Regions from separate parts of the Sus scrofa genome. Here region 1 is linked to region 2. The links are chromatin contacts, called in public Hi-C maps. All regions are on one chromosome and are shown on one strand. Each heading gives the region's core, a stretch centred on a gene start, on an enhancer-like site or on the middle of the called end of the contact. The rest is flanking DNA. Distances are from core to core; before and after follow the strand shown.

The links. A called contact is a pair of places that touch in the nucleus more often than the background predicts.
Region 1: a Hi-C map of liver shows a contact between it and region 2, with 10 times the contacts expected there. The contact joins two enhancer-like sites. A contact is called at or near these places in 1 of 5 promoter capture datasets (liver) and 3 of 47 Hi-C or Micro-C datasets (all in liver).

What each region holds. Positions count from the first base shown.
Region 1 is chr1:150,784,616-150,789,153 of Sscrofa11.1, forward strand. All of the region lies in intron 7 of NETO1 (neuropilin and tolloid-like protein 1), which reads left to right. Among named protein-coding and RNA genes, the nearest start is that of NETO1, 75 kb to the left of the region's middle. Within about 2 kb of position 2,391, at least 1 of the 83 cell types and tissues checked has an H3K27ac peak or open chromatin away from gene starts, as enhancers often do. A contact at or near this core is called in liver, where this site is marked.
Region 2 is chr1:150,647,629-150,652,572 of Sscrofa11.1, forward strand. No RefSeq gene overlaps it. Among named protein-coding and RNA genes, the nearest start is that of NETO1, 61 kb to the right of the region's middle. Within about 2 kb of position 1,898, at least 1 of the 83 cell types and tissues checked has an H3K27ac peak or open chromatin away from gene starts, as enhancers often do. A contact at or near this core is called in liver, where this site is marked.

The sequences.
Region 1 (4,538 bases), core at 1,141-3,640, 140 kb after region 2:
TAGTAAGCTTCTCTTGCAGTCCTGCTGATTTTGAATAGGTCTGTGACTACAGAGTTCCAATTAAAAAGCAGGCAAAGAGGGAGAATTGCTTGGGAAAAAAGTACATAGAAAAGGTTTCTGAAAATATTTTAAATGGTGTCATGGATGATACTCAGAGTTATGGGCAAAGCACAGCAACTTTGGAAAATCATGTTCTAACAAATAATGAGTCATGTTAATAGACATATATTTGGAATGTTCCTCAGAAACTGAATGATTCATATTTAATACATTTATACAAATGAAAAATAACCCTAAGAAATTCAGCTTTATAAGGACTGAATACCTTGTCATTTGAAACTATGCTTTTTTTTAAATAGAAAAGACAGCATCTTTTTGAAATGTCAGGGATTTGTCAGTGATAGGCATAGCAGCCACTCTTTTTTCAATTTGTAAATGTTAAATGTGTTAGACGATTATTTTATATGGTGAATAAATTGTTCTCTAATTATCCAGTTAGAGAATTCTAGGGCACCAGAAGTATTGAATGTTACTCTGTCTTTCTAAATCTTGATACCATCCCAGGGAATGTTAAATCTCCCAGCACTATTGCAAATTTAAACAGCCTGTTGCTATCTATGTCTTCATTTCAATAGTTGATCAAAATGTTAGAGGAGGTAGTGCATCTTCATTTCAGCAAGGTACAGACCAAAAAACAACAAAAAAAAACCTTGTCGTTTTCTTGCTTAGGATTCAAGAGATTCAAGAAAGCACATTTGGTGTTTTTGCCAATGATTGTTCAACCACATCCAATCCACTGCACCTTTGGTGAGGGTCAGAGTGTACCTTAGTAAATATTTTTATCAGTTTTGGATAATCATGGATTGAGAACTTCTTTCTAATTTAACAGGTATGGGAAGGGTAATTAATTTTTGAAATGATGTAAATCAAGTTTTTATTATTATTATTATTATTATTATTATTATTTCTTTTTTGCTTTTTTTTAGGGCCGCACCTGCAGCATATGGAAGTTCCCAGGCTAGGAGTCAAATCGGAGCTACAGCTGCTGGCCTACACCACAGTCACAGCAATGCAAGATTCAAGCTGCATCTGCAACCTACACCACAGCTCATGGCAACGCTGGATCCTTTAACCCACTGAACAAGGCCAGGGATCGAACCCGCAACCTCATGGTTACTATCAGATTCATTTCCGCTATACCCCAATGGGAACTCCATTTTTTTTTTTTTTTGCTAAGTTTAAAAAAAATGTATCAGGAAATATGTAATTTTTTATCACAGCTACACCATAAAAGTAAGGATAACTTACAATATACATTCTTACATTTCATATATCAAATAAAGAACAATAATATAAAGGAACCCTGACTCTTAGGGTTTTGTAAGATTTTTATTACACTCAAACTCACTATTAGCCAATACTTTTCTAATAATCAACAAAAAACGTCTTACGCAGTATTAGCTTATACTAAGGAAAATACAAAAAAGCAGCTCAAAGAAGATTTTCCCCCCCCCCCCGCCCCGCCCCTGGGAAGCTGCACTGGTCAAAATGCAAATCACATAATCACATAGTCTGTTCTTTGTTGGGTGTTATTAACGAGGAGCAGAGTAGTCAATTAGGAGAGGTTGACCAGGATGCAGAAGCATCTAGAATCATGAGAAAAGGCCAAAGGAGAAATATGTTTATCTTAGAGATTTCTTTGTTCCAAATGTGATAACTACCTTACACTTAGGTGGGTTATATGGATTAAGGCCTGAGAGGTAAGATTAATGTTTGTTTAATTAATGATAGGAAATCATTTGAGTGTAATTCAGGAAAAAAAAAATGCCCAGCTAATAGCAGCTGCAATGTTACAAAATCGAATGGATTCCCACAGAGGATATTCCACAGATGATATGGGAGAAATCGATTCTTATCTGGCAAGAATGGGGCAGGGAAAGTGCCTAAGTTGAGTCCGGGTAAATGAGACGAGGCTAAGGTCTGAGGTCCCTTTCAACTTGAAGATTAAAATCTGTGAATCTTTAAAATTGTGCTTATGTAAGAAATGGTGAATTATGTCATCCTGTATATATATCATTAGAACTATTTCAGTTTCAGATAAAAGAGTTTTCTTGCTGTAATTAAATGATCTCCGGAAGTCATCCAAGTGGGTGGACATTCAGTGACTAATCCAGAAGAAACTGTGTATTTTTCCTAAGAAAGCACCCAACCCTTTATGTTCCTACATGGTGGTTGGATGGTCACTTTCATTTGAATGAGTATTATAATAGCAATTTCTGTGACTATCTCATTAATTCACAGTGAGCTTTGATTGAAACAAATCCATCCTCTGTGTCATGTTGCCTGTGTAGTTTTGTTATGGTATTTTGTTTTTTCTTCATTGACTAAAACTGCAGGATTCTACTATTCTATGCCTAGGATCAAAGTCAGCATGTGATGAAACATGTGGGTGTAGACTAAATATTTGCTTTGAAATCAGGTATTCCAGATAAGGGATGAAAAATTTCAAAACAACATGAAGTGGACTTTAATCAATTCTTTTATTCAAAAATGAATAATTCTAGGAGTTCCCGTCATGGCTCAGTGGTTAACAACTAGGAAAAACTAGGAACCATGAGGGGCGGGTTTGATCCCTGGCCTTGCTCAGTGGGTTAAGGATCTGGCGTTGCCGTGAGCTGTGGTGTAGGTTGCAGACGCAGCTCGGATCCCATGTTTCTGTGGCTCTGGTGTAGGCTGGTGGCTACAGCTCTGATTCGACCCATAGGCTGGGAACCTCCATATGCCGCAGGAGCAACCCAAGAAATGGCAAAAAGACCAAAACAAAAAAAACAAACAAAAAAAGACAATGATTCTAATCTTTATTCCACACACACACACACACACACACACACACACACACACACAGAATAAATATTAGAGATGATATTTTTCTTGGTTCCTTCATTTATTAGATGGTATCCCCAGTACAGTGTTGAGAAGTTCTCAGGATGTAGTCAGCAATATTCTAACATCTGTCAAAATTTCTTATTTTAGGGCCATAGGATATTTTAGGGGTTAGATAAGATCTTAGAAGCCATCTATTTCAGTCCCAACCATTTTATGAATTCAAGCAGAAAAAGAAATGACCCAAGGAAGTTAACTGACTTTCACTGAATACCCTCAATGCCATGAGTCATGATATATTAACAGCACTGAGGCAAGAATGTAAGGCCTGGATCCTAATATCAGAAAGTCTCCTGTGGGTAACTCTGTCACATTTATAGAATCAACAAGGCTCCCATTTTCTAAAGATGATGATAGTGATGATGGTGGTGGCAGTAATGATGATGATTCTGGTGATAAAACTAAGTAGTATCTTTGCACCACTCATGTAGCTTATAGATGTCAGCATAGTTTTACTTGCTTTACAAACCGAATTTTTATTTTTTTGTCATATCTATTGCATCTTAATGTTTACATTTTATGCTTACTTTCTATACTCATATGTCATACAGTATCCCACTTTCATGTGACTATAATACTAGACCAAAGTAGAATCATAACAAGGGGCCTCTGCTCTGGGACATACTAATCCAGGGACTAATGCATGTAAATAGGGATATATTTTCAAATCATTTTGTTTTGACATTTGTATCTGAATAAGTTACAGAAAAGGGAAAGAACGGGTGTATGAGAGAGGTATGGAAATTCTTACAATGAGTCATTGGACTCTGAGGTTTCACATGCACATTAGTAACATTTTGTAAAATCTGGATTAAACACTAATATTTGCAACAACGGCAGAAAAATATTCTCTAATATAGTGGGGAGAATATAAGATCACTGAATGGAGAAATATTTACCTTCAACTGGGGCTTGAGAAATAATGTCTTCCCTAAATTGTGCCCATAAATATCATACTCCTGCCTCTACTGTCTTGCTAACCCTTCACCTCAGCCTTTTCTCAGCTCTACCTGAGACTGTTACCCTGATAAATGGTATCACACTGCTGCTGGCCATTGCCAAAAAAGGTATACCTCAGAGAAACAGCATCCAGAATTTATCCTAAAGAGCAACTTTGAAGTCTAGCAACTAGAGAAAAAACAATCAATATTATCACCAAAGAGGCACAGTCTTACTTTCAGTAGATTATTGTCTTTTTAATGCTTAGAATGGCATTTTGTACTCAGATTACTCAAAGTGCTCAGTCCACTCTTAAATGATGTATCTGTAATTCCTGCTGTGGTTCAGTGGGTTAAGAACCTGACTAGTATCCAGGAGGATGTGGATTCGATCCCTGGCCTCACTCAGTGGGATAAGGATCCAGCAAAGGCTATGAGCTGTCTCATAGGCCACAGATGTGGCTCAGATCCAGCTGCAGGTCGATGTTGTGGCTGTGGCATAAGCCTGCAGCTGCAACTCTCATTCGACCCCTAGCCTAGGAACTTCCATATGCCACAGGTGAGGCCCAAAAAAGAAAGAAAGAAACAGAGAAAGAAAAAAAAAAAAAAAGACACCATGTACCCAATAGAGATGAACACATAGATAGCACAAAAAAT
Region 2 (4,944 bases), core at 648-3,147:
AACCCCTAGCCTGGGAACCTCCATATGCCTCGGGAGCCGCGGCCCAAGAAATAGCAACAACAACAAAAGACAAAATAAATAAATAAATAAATAAATAAATAAAATCTGGAGACTAGCATCCATGAGGACGCAGTTTCCATCCTGGCCTCGCTCAGTGGGTTAAGGATCTGGTGTTGCCATGAGCTGTAGTGTAGGTCACAGATGTGGCTCGGATCTGGTGTTGCTGTGGCTGTGGTGTAGACAGGCAGGTACAGCTCAATTCAACCCCTAGCCTGGGAACTTCCGTTTGTCCCAGGTGCAACCCTAAAAAAAAAAAATGATAATTATCTCTTGGGGAGTTCCTGTCTCAGCTCAGAGGAAATGAATCTGACTAGTATCCATGAGGACGTAGGTTCCATCCCCTGCCTTGCTCAGTGCATTAAGGATCCAGCGTAGATCTTAGACACAGCTCAGATCTGGCATTGCTGTGGCTGTGGCGTAGGTCTACAGCTACAGCTTGGATTTGACCCCTAGCCTGGGAACCTCCATATGCAGCAGGTGCAGCCCTAAAAGATAGTAAAATAAAATAAAACAAAATCTCTTTGACCCCTAAATTCTTTTCCCATTACCACTCTCTTGGCTCCCACCTGCAGAAAGTCCAAGAGTGGCTTCACCATTCTTTTTTTTTTTTTGGTCTTTTGTCCTTATAGGTCTCCACCTTCTGAGACTCTGAGGGAGAACCCAGCTGAACCCATTCGGACCTCTGACCTACAAAACCGAGATATAGTAAGCAGATATTGTTTAAAAGTCTAAATTTGTAGTAATTTGTTAAACAGCCACAAGAAACTAAAAGAGATTGGAAGGCATTGCAGTTTTTCAAGACAAGTTTGGGGTAGCGCTCATGAAGAGGGTGCCATGAGAAAAAGGATTTGTAAAGGTGAAGAAATCAGGCATGTGAATATTGGGGGTAAGAGTGTTTTAGGCAGAAGGTCAACCAGTGCATGTACATGGGGTGAAATCCTGGGAGCTGGGGACTGTGGGGCGGGGGGGGGGGGGGGCAGACAGGAGGCTGGAACAAAGTGAAAAAGGGGGGAAATGTAGGGGAGGTAAGAGAAAATGTAGAATGGGGGGCAGATCATATAGGGCCTTGGAGACTTTGTAAGGATTTTGGATTTTCACTGAGTACAATGGGAAACCAAAGCAGGACTTTTCAATATAGAAACATCATAATTGACTTTGTATTTACAGGAGCAATAGTAGAAGAAGAGGTTTGGGGGGGATGAGACAATGAAGGTAGAAGTTGAGGTGCACAAATTGGTTAGATTTTGGAAAATGCAGCATTGCTACATAAAACGCAAGCAAAATGCAAGTGGCTTATTGGAGTTAAGGTTGGAACTGAATGGCATTGCTTTGATCTGCTGGGTTTGTCACCAGTTTGTGATGGTTAAAGTCGTGTATCAGTTTCGCTCAGAATTATGTCAAACATTGCCAAACATTCTAGATATTTCAGTGAAGTCCTTTTTCAGTTGAAATCAATATTGGTTAAGCTTTGTGTAAAGTTGATAACTCTCTAAAATGTAGTGAGCTTTATCCAATCAGTAGACTTCTCTAAAAGAAGGGGGTGTTCTTCCAGCGGAAGCCCTCAGAATTGAACTGCAGCTGCTCCAGGTTGCCAGACTGCTGGCATGCCCTGAAGATTTTGGACTTGCCAGCCTCTACAATCATGTGAACCAATTCCTTGAAACAAATCTCTCTCTTTGTGTGTACAGTTGATCTTGATCAACTCAGGGGTTAAGGGCGCAAACCCTCCACAGGGTCAAAAATCCACATACGACACTCTTTGGCTCTAGGTATCAAAGGTCCACATTTTTGATCCACCCAGCCATGGATGGCATAACACCACAGTATTTAGCAATGAAAAAATTCATCATGTAAGTGGCCCATGCAGTTCTAGCCTGTGTTGTTCAAGGGTCAACTGCATAATTATGTCCTGTTGGCTGTGTTTCTCTGGAGAACCCTAACTAATACAAGGTCTTGGTACACTGCAGATAAGAGGCACCTGGGGAGATGGGGACAGTGAAAACCTTAACCTGAAGTGTGTTCCTTTATTATTAAGCTCTACTTCGCGTCAGAACTTGGTTAGGCCCCTGGGGATGCAGCAGGAGGAAAGGAGAAAGTGAGATTCCCTGTCTGACTTTGCCCCTGCTCTGCACTTGGGAAATAGGACTTAAACACTCTAGGTTTCAGGTTCCTCGATTAAAAATAGGCATTTGACTAACCTTATTCTGTTGTTGAGAACATTAAATGTCATAATGCATATAAAGTATTCAGTATGCACCAGGTTCCAAGTGAGCTCTTAAAATGACAGTGTTATTATTACTGTCTCCCACTCAAAGGGCACTTTGTGGCTGCCATGACTGTTCACAGTACAAGTGGTAATAACGGTAGAAGTGATAATAATACCTTACGCTGATTTGACTCACTTAACATTTTAAAGAACTTTCATACATTACTTCCTTATTATGCTACGGATAACCTGTGTAGATAATTGTGCTTTTAATTTCAGTGGAAACCAGAAAAAAGTTACATGGATTTTTTTATCCTCACTTAAGTATGGGGATGTATCTGTCTGTATAGTCAAACTTAGTCTGGATACTGTGGATGAAATTTTATTTGGCTGTTATGATAAGCAATCAGGGTTGAAATAATTATTATTCTGCCAAAGGTCAATAAAATGCATATGAAGATATTTAAAAGAAGCATACACAATTTCTATAACAATATTTTAAGGGAGGCGTTCCCATCGTGGTGCAGCGGAAACAAATCCAACTAGGAACCATGAGGTTGAGGGTTTGATCCCTGGCTTTGCTCAGTGGGTTAAGGATCTGGCATTGCTGTGAGCTGTGGTGTAGGTTGCAGATATGGCTTAGATCTGGCGTTGCTGTGGCTGTGGTGTAGGCTGGCGGCTACAGCTTGGATTCGACGCCTTGCTTGGGAACTTCCATATGCTGCAGATGCAGCCCTAAAAAAGACAAAAAGACAAAAAAAAAAGATTTTAAAGGACAATTTTTTTTGAAAATTAAAAAATGAATATTCAATAGAAATTTTCTGCACATTAGCACCCAATTGTGCATATATTGTGTCATTAATAGAACTTTGCAAAATTGCTTTAGAAACAATGTCAGCTTTCCTTGGGTATTTTCCAAAGAGTTTTACACCAGAAGCTATTTCATTATATTTTAATTGTTTTCCCAAAGACTAATTTGATTTTATTTAATACTTACTTTAATTGAAAATACTGAAATAGGATTACTAATAATAATGGCCATACTTATTCAGTACACAATAGGCAGCAGGCAATAAGACCAAGGTTTTCCCGGCATTATACATGTAAACATCACTACAATTTTATGAATAAGATATCCTTTCTCATTTTCCAAATGAATAAACTTAAATCTAAGGAGGTCAGGTATTTTTCCTAAGGTTTTGCAATTTGTATGGCAGAGTTGATATTTGAATTTTGTTGTTCGAGTCCATGTCTAAAGATAGCAGAGCAGTCAGTAATTCTTAAATTTCATTACATGAAAGGTACAAAGAGTATCATCAAAATGCAGATTTCCAGGACTACACTCCACTGTCGCTGGATCAGAAGTTCTGAGGGTTGGGCTCAGGACCTGATAGTGCGAAAACACAACTCAGGTAGTCATCCTGGGGCGGGGGATTGGAGAGCCACAGTTTGATAAATAAAACACCATGTGGTTGTTATGGAATTATTAAATTATGGTTAAATATAATTTTCTGTTGTACAAGTTTTTATGCTAAGTCTCTATCCATGAAAGAGTTCAAATTTCTGTCCTCACTGCTGTATTAAATATGTTATTATTTTTAGAAAGAAAACATTGGGTTCATGTCTTTCCTAGGCTTCAGGCAAGATTAATGTGTGCCAGAGCCCCAAGCTCTTTCTTCTACCTTCACCTTCTAAGGTTTTACGAATAAGCACTAGACTGACCTACTTCAGAGGGACTTAATGAAACTTGGAAGAGTGCTGATGACCTTGTGTTTTTTGCTTTTTTTTTTTTTTTTTTTTTTTTTTTTGGTAAAAGTCAGAATTACTTCTTCCCATTTATCTTCAAGATCTTTTTGTTTTCTAATATTTCAGGCTACTTGTGTCTAAAATGCCATGAAGACTTCAAAATATATTTGTGTTTGCATGTGTATCCGCTTGCATATTTAATACATTGTCATCAATGGGTTAAAACATTATGTAGTGGTGGGGTAAATGTGTGTGAGGGTGTTTAGGGCGGTATAAGAAGAGCTTGCTGTTATAGCAGGGCTAGAAAGGGATGTAATTAATTGATCTAACATTTTAAAAAATATTCATTTTATTTAAGTGATTTACGAATTCTAATTCAGTATTATTCCAGCAAGCATACTTAATCTGACAGGTTCCTGCCCTAGGAATTACTTGATTAAACTTTTGTTGACTTTGCAAAATTTGATTTGTGTTAAGTCTCTAGCTATTTATATCACTGATGCAAATAATTGTTTTATATTAGAGCAGGAAAGAGATTTTTATTTGTTTTTAATGCACATGTTCTAGTGCTCTCTTGCTTTTAAAATAGTTTAAAATGTATTTTCCCCTTTAAAAGAAAGTGGTGAAATTAGTAGGGAAGATGATAGTTTTTGTAAATAAAGAAAATGGTTCTCAGAGGACTTACATGGCTGGTCCAAGATCATACACACAAGAGGTGGGGCTGGGAAGACATTCAAGCCTGTGGATTCCTTGGTTAGTGGTGAATTACTCATTTGGTCTAACTGGTCTAGGCTCTTATCCATTTCCAGGATGTTTAGTTATGTGTACTGATGTCTACTTACATGCCGTAGGTGAAGGATAGTTATAAAAATGGTGTCCTCATGTTATTTCCCCAAGGAGTTTTGTCTGAAATTCAGTATTGCCCATCTCAT